2 separate regions of the Zea mays genome follow, and region 2 is linked to region 1. The links are chromatin contacts, called in public Hi-C maps. All regions are on one chromosome and are shown on one strand. Each heading gives the region's core, a stretch centred on a gene start, on an enhancer-like site or on the middle of the called end of the contact. The rest is flanking DNA. Distances are from core to core; before and after follow the strand shown. Region 1 holds the start of LOC100276025. Region 2 holds the start of LOC100383181.

Region 1 (5,953 bases), core at 1,453-3,952:
TGAGGGTGGCTCAAGCAGCAAGAAGCTAGAGCCTAGCTACTGTTTACCCTCTCATAGAAAATTGTAGATTGCGCTTGACAAAATTGCAGCCACTACAACTTTAACGTGAAGCATGTGCTTCTTATTCTTCGTCTCTGCCTCCCGAGACCAGCAGCTCGACGCAGTAGACCGGTAGTCGAGGGTGTTCACGGGGAGCTCCATGACCTTGAACGAGGGAACACCCGGAAAGAAGCCCATGTTAACGCAGAATATGTCGAGAATGAGCGCGCACACAGAGGCGAAGGGGAGCACCAAGCGGAGGTAGTCATGGAGTGATGTGTTTGATTGGCAAAGGAGAGCGAAGGGATCGTGCAATGGCTCCTAGCCCTGCTCGACGTCAGGCGAGGGAGTGTCAACCGATGGTGGTGGTAGTCGCAGTATGTGGAAGATTGGTGGGCGACTTGCACATAGATTGGGAGCTCGGCTAGCTGCGCAAGTTGGCGCCATGGGAGGGACATTATTCGCGTGCAGGAAGACAAGGAGCTCAGATTGGTCATTGTTGGACGTCTCTTTTTCTCTTTTTCCCTAAAATAATCATTAGAACCAAGGTTTTAAGAAGCTATTGGAGATGCTCTTAGGGTTGTAACCTCAACCATATGATTTATTAAATCATGATTGCCCACCCACAACTTACAATGTGGGACTATTCCTAACAATTTCCTTCTCACATGTTGAGCCAAGATTTGTTTGAGAATGTACAATATCGACCTGATCTCCGAGACCAATTGTTGGACCGGACCACCAACACATAGCACGCCCACCATATCACCCACACACAGTGCACCCGAACACGCACCCAAGGCCGTCGGGCCGCGACACACACGTTCGAACACACAACAACGGGTTCAGGTCTGTTGATTCAATACTCACCAAAAAGTTAGCCTATTAGAAGGTTATAACCTCAACCATATAAATCATGTTTGCCCACCCACAACTCACAATGTGGGACTATTCCCAACAAACAATTGCAAAACTTAGTCATCAAGGAGGATCAGCCGTATGCATTGTTTGCCAGGATGCTTTAGTTTTGTGCATCCAAATCAGTATCAAAATGTAAGTCAATACATCAGTTCATTGTGTGCTACATGCATTGCCATTGTATTGCAAGTGCTCAATTGTTCTGTTGGATGCCATTGCCACCATAATACTGTTTTGTTGTCTGACGAGAAAATTCTGCAAATGTCATCCCTTCTTTTAGCCTTGATGATAGAGGTGGAACTTTTTTCAGAATTTCTTGCATAAATGCATCTTCATTACAAGGCCCTGCTGATCCATCACTGATGATTGAAGTCTGCTTGCTAAGAATGGGTTCACCTTCAGCATCTAAAGAGTAACCAGGATAAGCTAAAAGTTTGTCCCACGAGGGCTGTAGGAAGACAACAAAAGTCTCACGGCTGATGTCTGTGGAACTCGAAGGTCTACTCACAGCATGAAGTGTAGATTTCAATTTCCCTTGGGACAAGATGTCTGCTGCCTCTCCAACTTGAACAATGAAGCTCTCAGGAGAGCATCTAACAGAGAATATCTTCCTTCCATTGCATAACTGTAGGTGTGTGTGGCCATCAGGAGGATGATATTCCAGATTGACCAAACTTTTTTCATCCTCAGAGACGCTCATGAACAACGGTGCTGTTAAAACAGTGAAGATTCCATAGTCATAGTGCCATTCCTGCCATAGGTTTAACAGGGAAATTTCAGCAGCCTGACCCTGAATCGAGGCATCATTAGAATTATTTTCTTCTATTGCCATTACAGTAGTCCCATCTTCTGACTTAATACAGCACGGGCACACTGACCCGGACCTATTTCCAGAGCATGACTGGTAAGGTTGTACTGCCACTTTACTTGCCGAACCTTTCCTCTTTGCATTGTTATCCCTGATCACAATGTTATCCAGCTCAGAGTGGTAGTGAATGAGCCTAGCCTTTGCTGTCCCAAAGTCAGTGATGCTCTGCTCTAGCTGACCTCTACCGATGACAATATCGCAAGCTCGTGCAATCAAGATTCCAAGCTCCATCATGTACAAACCAAGCTCCTTAATGAGGTCACCCAGATTATCCATATCATCAGCATCATCATCATCATTAACATCCTCGGATTGGTTACAATCCTGTACCCTATCAGAAGAATTGAACCCATTGTTGTTCACCGACTCTAGCAAGACGAGTTCACCTGAATGCCTTAGAAGCTGCGCGAACGAGGATACGGACCGATCGAGCTTCTTCAAAGGAACGTCGCTGCCCAAACCGTGCTTCTGAAATAATCGACGGAAATATATCAAGGCACACTGTAGTTTCAACATCAACGAGATCGAAAGGGGAGGTGCAGGGGTACCTTGAGGAGTTGGGAGCGGGTCAGGTGATCCATGAGGGCGACGCGTCGGGCCAAGGGGAGGAGTCGTCGCCGGAGGGCGCCCACGCGCGGCACTCCGTCGATAGCCAGCAACCCGGACCCACCTCGGCCGAGCTCGGTTGCGACGGTGTCCACAACACGTCGGCAGCGGCCGTCGTCAGCAAGAGTCTCGGGAGATAGGAGGGCGACTAAGTCGGAGAAGGAGAGCTCCGCGATGTCCAGCACCGTCGTCGCAGCCACCGCCATGTTCGACACAGGCAAGCTCCCAGGAGAAACTGAGAAAGGCGACGGCGGCGAAGTTCTGCGTAGTGTGTCTCACGCCAATGGGCCACGACTTGTTGGGCTGTGTAAACCTGTGGCAGTTTTTGGGAGACCTTGAAACTCAAATCCCCTTCATCCCTGTTTTTCCTAGTACGAGTAATTTTAGGAAGTGTTATTTTAATAAGACACTAGTTACATGTCCGTGCTTTACAATGTCAAATAAAATATTTAGTAAAATATTAATGCACAATAATTACATAGAAACAAAAAACACTTATATTATCACCAACTTTAATATCTTAAAAATTGTTTGCTAACAAATATAATCTTACCCTTATATGATTAGTGGTAGCGGCATGAACACATATGAGAGTAGAATAAAGTGAAACTATTTTGGTACTTCTCTCGCAAAGACAGAAATGTCTAAAAGTTGAGTTGCTTAATATGACATGACAGTTAACATAACCCATAAAAAAATATGAACCGAAATATGGTCCCCCGCCAGCCAAGCACTCTCTCTCTCTCTCTCTCTCCTTCAGCACGAGCATAGTCCATCCCATCCAGATCCAGTCGAGCCTGATGGTACCGTCCAACTCTATCAGCACTACAGTGCCATCCTAGACAGCGGGCACGAACACGAAGAAGAGTGAGATCGGCCTGGATGCCTATTGTGATGCATAGAACTACGAACCACCTGAAATATAGCGTGTGAAAAAATATAGAATAAGATGAAACCAAAAACATGATAAATGCATGTAGTTCTTTGTGTGAACGCACACCTCATGTATAGAGTTCGATGTATCCACAAACTCTGCAAAGGTTGGTCTTAGAGTAGGATCTTTCTGCCAGCATCTCTATAGTAGTTCAGTGAGCATAGGATGTGTAGCAGCGACAATAGTAAACCTCAGATCCTGCATGAAGAGGTATCGTATCTACCAAATTAGGATTCGAAACAGGAACTCCACAACACTTTCACAAGGAGTATTTTACTTCCCCACCAAGCACCGAAAAAATATAAATGAGTTACAACTCAACATTCGCCTTCTATTTGGAACCTTTTCCTTTCAACAAATTAAAGGAGTATGATAACAACAAGATGTTCTACTATTCTTTTTTTAACAAACCATAGTAACTTCTGTGTTAAGCTACGACACCTTTTAAACACTGACAACTGCTGCCTAAAGAGGTGTCATGTCTTCATATGGAAGCTAAAAAGAAAAGGCCAGCTCAACAATTAGCAAAACCATGCTTCTTCTTTACCATTACACCGGTAAAACAAAATGATGGCGAGAGAAAAATAACCTTTGCACTGAATCCTAGTAACATGAGATCAAACAAAAAGCAAGATATTTGCACCCAAAAAGCTTAGCTAGTAATAATTTGAGCATAGTTTTCTTGGGATGGTCATCAAATACAGAATAGCTAGGTGATAAGAAACCTGTGTAGTTTAATAGTACTGAAAAATCATTCCAACAAATTAGAAAAAACATTATGTATCTTAAACCACTGCACTGAATCCTAGTAACATGAGATCAAATTGAAAAAGTCAAGATATTTGCACCCGCAAAGCTTGGCCAGTAACAATCTAAGCATAGTTTCTTAGAAAGATCATAGAATACATAATAGCTAGGTGATAAGAAACCTGTGTAGTTTAATAGTACTAAAAATCATTCCAAAAATTTAGATAAAAATATTTATCATAAACCACTGCACTAAATCTCAGTAACACAAGATTAAACTGAAAAAACGCAAAATATTTTCACCTAGAAAGCTTGGCCAATAACAATCTAAGCATAGTTGCTAGTGATATGCAATTCAACCACTTCATTTCAGTCACCGACCAATTAGCCCACTCTGTCTACTCATTATCATGGTTAGATGTGTGACGGAACCTCCCAAGATATTAGGTCGCCCTATAGTCCTTGTCCCAAGGACCTTAGACAGTCATGTAGATGCACCCAATAGCTCGACAGGACCTGATTCCTGCATCATCTTCAACATCTCCCAAGAGCGTACATCCCATTTCATAGAAATTACACACCATCGGATAAAAGCAGAAAGAGTTACAATAACTTAATTTACATTAACATGTAACAAAATAGAAAGAGTGATTATTACAATATAAGGGTCTGAGTTCTTCTACTTATTACATCACTAGAAGGTAGACACCTTCCATAAGTTTGTACTTAGTTTTCATCCTCCTACTTAGGAACGATCTTGAAACAGAAGCAGCAAAACTCTGCAGTCTCTTCACCTACAACAACATGGGTTCGAAAACCCTAAGTACGGAGTGTACTTTCGCAAGTCTTACCTGATTAAAAGAAAAGACTCTCAAGGATATGCTGGCCTTTAGGAGTCAAGGTAACGTTTGTCAAGAACTAATGACTCAGTTTGCACAAAGCTTACTAAAGTTGGTCCTTATGAATTCTTTTTTACTTGTCGGGTTAAGTAATTTCCTAACTCTAGATTTCTTTCCTAATCCAGATTAAGCACTTGGCCTACTATAGCCATCTTTTATCACACACTGAGTTTACTTGTCACTACGGTTTAGGGCAGTAACCATGTGTAAAGCCCAAAATTGGTAGAAGAAAAAATAATGAAATAAATAAATAAATTTAAGATTGTGCTTTAGGGATTCTCGAAACCTTTTTGGTTTTCTCATGCTTTTGAATGTTCAATTAAAAGGAAGTAAGCTAGCCAAATAAAAAATAAATAAATATAGAAATATGCACCTCATGACGAAGTCCTTGCCTTTTTGCCTTTGTACTAAAAATTATGAGACAAGTTTAAGTTTGAAAAATAGAATTTGAAAAGGGAAAGGGAAATAAGGAAGGAGAAGGAAATACATTACACAATATATATATATATATATATATATATATATATATATGTAAATAAACAAATGTAATTCCTCTTGCTTGTTCTTTATTCTTGCACCTAATATGTGAAACACACCAACAAATTTGAATTCAAAATACCAAATTTGGAAACTTAAAAGAACCAATTTCAATCTATTTATTATAACTTTATAATTAAAGCACTCCTTAACAATATTTGAATCAAATCATGGTGAAGATTTTATATTAAATTTCTCCTAAACAAAATAAAGTAATGTGTGAATTATTCTCTTATGACTTATGCATATAGAAGCATTTATTTAGGTGAATAATTAACAAATAAATAAATAAAATAAACTTTGCATGGCATCCTGGATCTTTGACTGAGCTTTCAGTTAAGTTTCAAATTCAAACCTAGTTTGAATCTGCTTTTGAGTTCAAAATTTGAAAATAGAAATGAAATA
Region 2 (5,953 bases), core at 2,582-5,081, 170 kb after region 1:
ACATGTGGTGCAAGCGTGGTCCAAAATATTAAAAACAAAGAAACAATCCTTGCATATCTTGTAAGTATTAATATTGGCTCAATTCCAAGCAACCTTTGCACTTACATTATGCAAACTAGTTCAATTATGCATTTCTATACTTGCTTTGGTTTGTGTTGGCATCAATCACCAAAAAGGGGGAGATTGAAAGGGAATTAGGCTTACACCTAGTCCCTAATTAATTTTGGTGGTTGAATTACCCAACACAAATAATTGCACTAACTAGTTTGCCCAAGTGTATAGATTATACAGGTGTAAAAGGTTCACACTCAGCCAATAAAAAGATCAAGTTTTGGATTCAACAAAGGAGCAAAGAGGCAACCGAAGGCACCTCTGGTCTGGGGGCACCGGACTGTCCGGTGTACACCGGACTGTCCGGTGCACCACCGGACAGTGTCCGGTGCACCAGAGGATTCCAACTCGAACTTGCCTCCTTCGGGAATCTCCAGAGGCACTCGCGCTATAATTCACCGGACTGTCCGGTGTACACCGGACAGTGTCCGGTGCTCCAAGGAAGAGCCGCCTCCGGAACTCGCCAGCCTCGGGAAAACGCAGCGGCTGCTCCGCTATAATTCACCGGACTGTCCGGTGTACACCAGACTGTCCGGTGAACCAGCGGAGCAACGGCTATTTCGGCGCCAACGGCTACCTGCGACGCATTAAATGCGCGCGCAGCGCGCGCAGATGTCAGGCACGCCCATACTGGCGCACCGGACATCCAGGCGGGCCTAGAAGTCAGAAGCTCCAACGGTCAGAATCCAACGGCATTGGTGACGTGGCTGGGGCACCGGACATGTCCGGTGTGCACCGGACTGTCCGGTGCGCCATCGAACAGACAGCCTCCACCAACGGTCAAGTTTGGTGGTTGGGGCTATAAATACCACAACCACCCCCACATTCATGGCATCCAAGTTTTCCACTTCTCAACCACTTACAAGAGCTAGGCATTCAATTCTAGACACACCAAAGAGATCAAATCCTCTCCAATTCCATACAAGGCTTTAGTGATTAGCGAGAGAGATTTGCCGTGTTCTTTTGAGCTCTTGCGCTTGGATTGCTTCTTTTCTTTCTCACTTGTTCTTGTGATCAACACTCAATTGTAATCAAGGCAAGAGGCACCAATTGTGTGGTGACCCTTGCAGGGAAGTTTTGTTCCCGGCTTTGATTTGAGAAGAGAAGCTCACTCGGTCCGAGGGACCGTTTGAGAGAGGGAAGGGTTGAAAGAGACCCGGCCTTTGTGGCCTCCTCAACGGGGAGTAGGTTTGCGAGAACCAAACCTCGGTAAAACAAATCCGCGTGTCACACTCTTAATTTGCTTGCGATTTGTTTTGCGCCCTCTCTCGCGGACTCGTTTATATTTCTAACGCTAACCCGGCTTGTAGTTGTGTTTATATTTGTAAATTTCAGTTTCTCCCTATTCACCCCCCTCTAGGCGACTATCAGAGTGCCTTCATCAAGGTCGTTCCAAGAGTCACTCTGCAGGAAAGGTGGGTGGTTTCTGGGAACTCGTCCCTTTCTTGCTCCTCTGTAATCCCGCCGACAAGCTTTTTTGTAGAGCGGTGGGCTCAAGCATCGGAGGAGAGGTCATATCGCTCTCATCCTCCCCCTTGACATCTCCAGAGGGAGAATCAAGGGTTGTCCCTAACAATAGTGAGCTCGCGTCGTCATCTCTGGCGGCTAATGCCGCTAACACCCTGACCATCGTTGGCCGTCCTGTGGCAGCCTCAGGGTCGACCTTGAACCCGGCCATGTCATCCTATGCAGGAGGGTTATCGCGGATCCCTCTCCTTCTGGCCATGTATTGCCCCATGCGGTCGGAACCTCGGCCCTTCCATTGCTGGTAATGGCCGAGCTTTGGGGTGGCTGGAGGTGTCTCGCTCGGCTATGAGGACATTAGGTGTTCACATCGTGGGTCTTCAAGCATGGCTCGCCTTCATGGAGGCTCGCACGTCAAGTAAGATTCTTTCTCCGCTCTTCATCTCTCCTTGTTCTCCAGGGATGCTCAGACCTTCATCCTTTTTGCTCCCAAGCAAGGCAGGAGGGCGAGCTGACGGGGCTTCCTCGGGAGGTCGATGAGGTGGCCTAGAGCATCCGCGCTCGTGGGGCAACCCGTCTGCATTGCTTGCTTGACATCCCGAGTCATGCCCGACATTTCGTGGAACTCGATGTTCACCGCGAGGCCGTCGTTGCCTTCGTCGTTGCCTAGTTTCGCACTAGGGTTGACCTTCACGCTCCGATGACCCATCCCAGGGCGCCTCGTCTGCGACCTTCGAGATCCTGATTCAGGGTTACGACGAGGCCGTGAGGGGTATCAATGGTGTTGTATCCTCGGAGGGTATGATTTGATGTGCGTCTTAGAGCTTACTTTGGCATCCACCTTTTGGTTTCCTGGCGCGGGCTTCTGTCTTTGCGGCGTCGCTAGGTGTTAGAACAGGAGGGGGAGCGATGAGCTTCCCACCTTGCCCTAGTCGTAGTTTTCTCCTCTTTTTGGATGTTTTGGCCCCGAGCCTAGAATCGTGGCGTCGAAAAACTCGGGGGCCCTTTATGTAAAGGATGATGTAATCTGGGGGAAATCCCACCTTAATGGCATTTACCTTTGCATTCCCCCACTTATTGCGCACTAGGGAACGACTTACTCTCGCCCCCGCCCTGGAGGTGGTGGCGTAGCTCGAGGCCTGGCATGTTGATAGGTTAGGCCTGCTTCCTCGTCTGTGGGGTCATCTCCGCTGGCATTGAGCTACAGGGTTTCGCAGGGCAGCCTTAATTTAATCATGTCACTCTACCTGTCTTGTCCACCTTGATTTCAGTTCCCTTGTTCCTCATCTTCCTTGCTTGGCCTATCCTTCTTGCGCTTGGGTCGTCCGTTGCGCTTCCTTATGGTAGACTGGCGCGTGATCCTGGATGAGCTAGGATAACCTTCGAGCCCTCGTCAGGCGCGGTCTGGTTGACGATGGTGGATGGTTGATTCCGAGCGCTGAGGAGGCCTCGTCCCCTGTTGGTTACATGGTTTTGTTTGTTCATTTTCACGAGCGAGGGGTCGCCTTTCCCCTTCATCCTTTCGTCGTGAACCTCTTTAAGTATTTGCAGGTGCAACTTTACTACCTGAATCCAAATGGGATTCAACACATAGCTGCCTTCATCGTCCTGTGTGAAGGGTATATAGGCGTCGAGCCCAACCTCACTTCATCGTCTTGTGTGAAGGGTATCTAGGCGTCGAGCCCAACCTCACTTTATGGGATGAGACTAACTATAATTATTGGAAGCCATATACTCTCAATATACACTCCCTATATATATACCTAAACTATTTATCACCCATATAATGATCACCCATTCTAAAATGTATTAACAACTAATGGAAATCTGTTAAGCATTCCAGTATGGGTGATCACGTTGCCCCTAGGGAGACGTATATAAAAAAATGTAAGGCTCAAAAGTCGGATGAGGAACTGAGGATTGAACTAGGATTCATGCACAATTTTACTTTAACTTAATGATCAAGAGAGGAAAAGAATAGTAAAATGGATTATTCATGTAAGCTTTGTAGATCAAACATGCTAATCTGTTGTTGGATTTTGTGAAGACCCATCTATCCCAAATGAAATTCATTCCCATCCATTTCCTCAATCTTGTAAGCTTTGGCGCGTGTCCTTCCAGCTGGCACCCGACCGGGTCCACCTCACCGGCCCAGTGCCGACACCTCATCCGGCGCCGGGGCCCGCGAAATCTCCTCGACCGCTGCTTTCTCTTCCTCTTCCTCTTCCTCTTCCTTTCCCATCCTTTCCACCCATCCACACCGCCACCACCGCCTACCTCCACCACCAGTCCATCTCCTCCGCAGCGTCTAAAGCCCTATCCGGATATCCCCACTCGCCGACGCCCGGACATATGGCCAGCTTCGGCGTCGACACCCGCCCGGCCGCCGCGGCCTCCGGCGGCGGCGTGGGCGTGGCGGGGACGAGGGAGGGCGCGCTCTCGTTCCTCTCCCGCGGGCTGCGGGAGGACCTCCGTCTCATCCGCGCGCGGGCCGGGGAGCTCGAGACCTTCCTCAGCGCGCCGGTGCCGGAACCCGAGCTGTTCGCGCGCCTCCGTCGCGCCTACTCCTGCTCGGCGTCCTCTTCGCGGACGCGGCTCGACCTGTCCGCCATCGGGAAGGCGTTCGAGGCCGACGCGTGGAGGGGCGCCAGGACTGCCAGGTGGAGGTGGGAGGCGGAGACGGAGGCGGAGGAGTGGGAGCCAGTCAGGATGGTCAAGGCGCACCTCAGGGAGCTCGAGCGGAGGAGGCTGGCCCAGTCGCCCAGCGACATGCTGCACAAGCTCAAGCTCAGCTTGGTAAAGCTCCCTAGAGACATTTCGTACAGTGCACTGTTCATTAGAATACTAAACCTCGAGAAGCAAACAACACAACCCAAAATCCAACACGGCTCAAATTGAGGAGGGCTGTCAACTTGAACTTACTTGAGCGTCTGTGTTTTGTCATTCAATTGGAAGTTGATTGTGGAAACTGTGCGGTTCCCTTAGGTGTCAAATGGAGATGTTTATTTGAATTTGGATGGGAATATTCATTCGATTCAAACTGAATTGCTTCGTGGGCACAAATTTTATGTGGAATCATGCATATTTTTAGTAGCTTTGCTGAAAAGTGGTTTTTTATGATCCAAAGGGCACACGAGAATTTGAAAAACAAGGTATGACAAATCAAGATTTTGGTTAGTACTTTCCATAGTTGGAAGAAAATAGAAATGATGCTACAAGGTGCACTCTGTGACTGTAAGCTGCTCAATAGATTTAATATTCCTTTTATGTGCCATGCGAAATAATAGAATTTTGATGGAATTGAAATCATGAATCGTGTACTGAATGAGTTAAGGAAAATAGTAATGTTAAACAACTGGAGGTTCAAAGCTCATGGAAATGTTCTTCTGTGAAGTCTACAGGTGACAGGTCAACCAATTTTATTTTTCTTCATTTTAGATTTTTATAAAAGGGAACTTATAGACTTTGACGACTCGAGTTCAACAATGAAAAGTCAAATCTAGTCATAGTTTTCAATCTTCAATAGATTTAGTATCTGGCTATCTGCATAATCATGTAATTTACACTTGCTTGGAATGTGTCAATCTTAATTAAGCTAATCCTGGGATATGCATGACACAGACTGCTCTGGTTCCTGTAGCAGATTAATTGACCCACCGTTGCACTTCTTATTGCAGAAATCACTGACCTTTGCGCCTGAAGCGTCTGAGGTTAGTCCTCTTGATTCACTTCTTGTTGCAATGTTGCATAGTGCTGTCAAGGAGATACACTTCTGAAACCTTTTGCTCGTAGTGGTGTCTTTTATTTGCGTATATTTAATTACTGACTTCTGACAGTGACTTTTGCAAGAATGTTCAATCTAAAGAAAAATGATTGTGGTAAACATTTCATTCAATATATTACTTATGTAACATTTTCCTAAACCCTGGTACCACATTTCTCTTCTGTATATCTGTGTAAATCCTTATTAAACAAAAGAGGAACATTCTATCTTGTTAGAGCACTGCCTAATCAACCTTGTCCACTTTTGCATTTCCATAATCAGTACCACGCTTGTGCAGGATGTTCTGCCACTGGATTTAGGGGAACTTCTTGCTTATTTTGTAAAGCAATCTGTACCACTATTCGACCAACTTGGTATAAAAAGAGGTAAGATGCTATTTTTGTTTACAATAGCTAGAATATTTATCTTTCAGTGAGCTGATTATTCTTTCTTGTCTGCTTTAGATGTATGTGACAAGTTGGTGGAGTCTCTGTGCAGCAAGCGCAAGGACCACCCTGCATATAGTTTTTTGTCAGCAACTGAATCATCTTCATTGAAAAATGACAATGTTGGGAATGAACTCGACCTAAGAATAGCTAGCGCCCTACAGAGTAC

What was found. Hi-C and Micro-C count contacts between places; a contact is called where the count stands out from the background.
Region 2: a contact with region 1 is called in a Hi-C map of ear, with 2.2 times the contacts expected there. The contact joins the promoter of LOC100383181 here to the promoter of LOC100276025 in region 1. A contact is called at or near these places in 4 of 25 Hi-C or Micro-C datasets (ear, leaf and tassel).

What each region holds. Positions count from the first base shown.
Region 1 is chr4:218,969,482-218,975,434 of Zm-B73-REFERENCE-NAM-5.0, forward strand. It overlaps LOC100276025, which reads right to left and starts at 2,703. Exons shown (of 2, transcript NM_001374094.1): 1 at 2,374-2,703; 2 at 625-2,293. The coding sequence starts at 2,637. The coding sequence ends at 1,151.
Region 2 is chr4:219,142,608-219,148,560 of Zm-B73-REFERENCE-NAM-5.0, forward strand. LOC100383181 reads left to right here and starts at 3,832. Exons shown (of 7, transcript NM_001175845.1): 1 at 3,832-4,371; 2 at 5,253-5,285; 3 at 5,637-5,724; 4 at 5,803-5,953. The coding sequence starts at 3,928.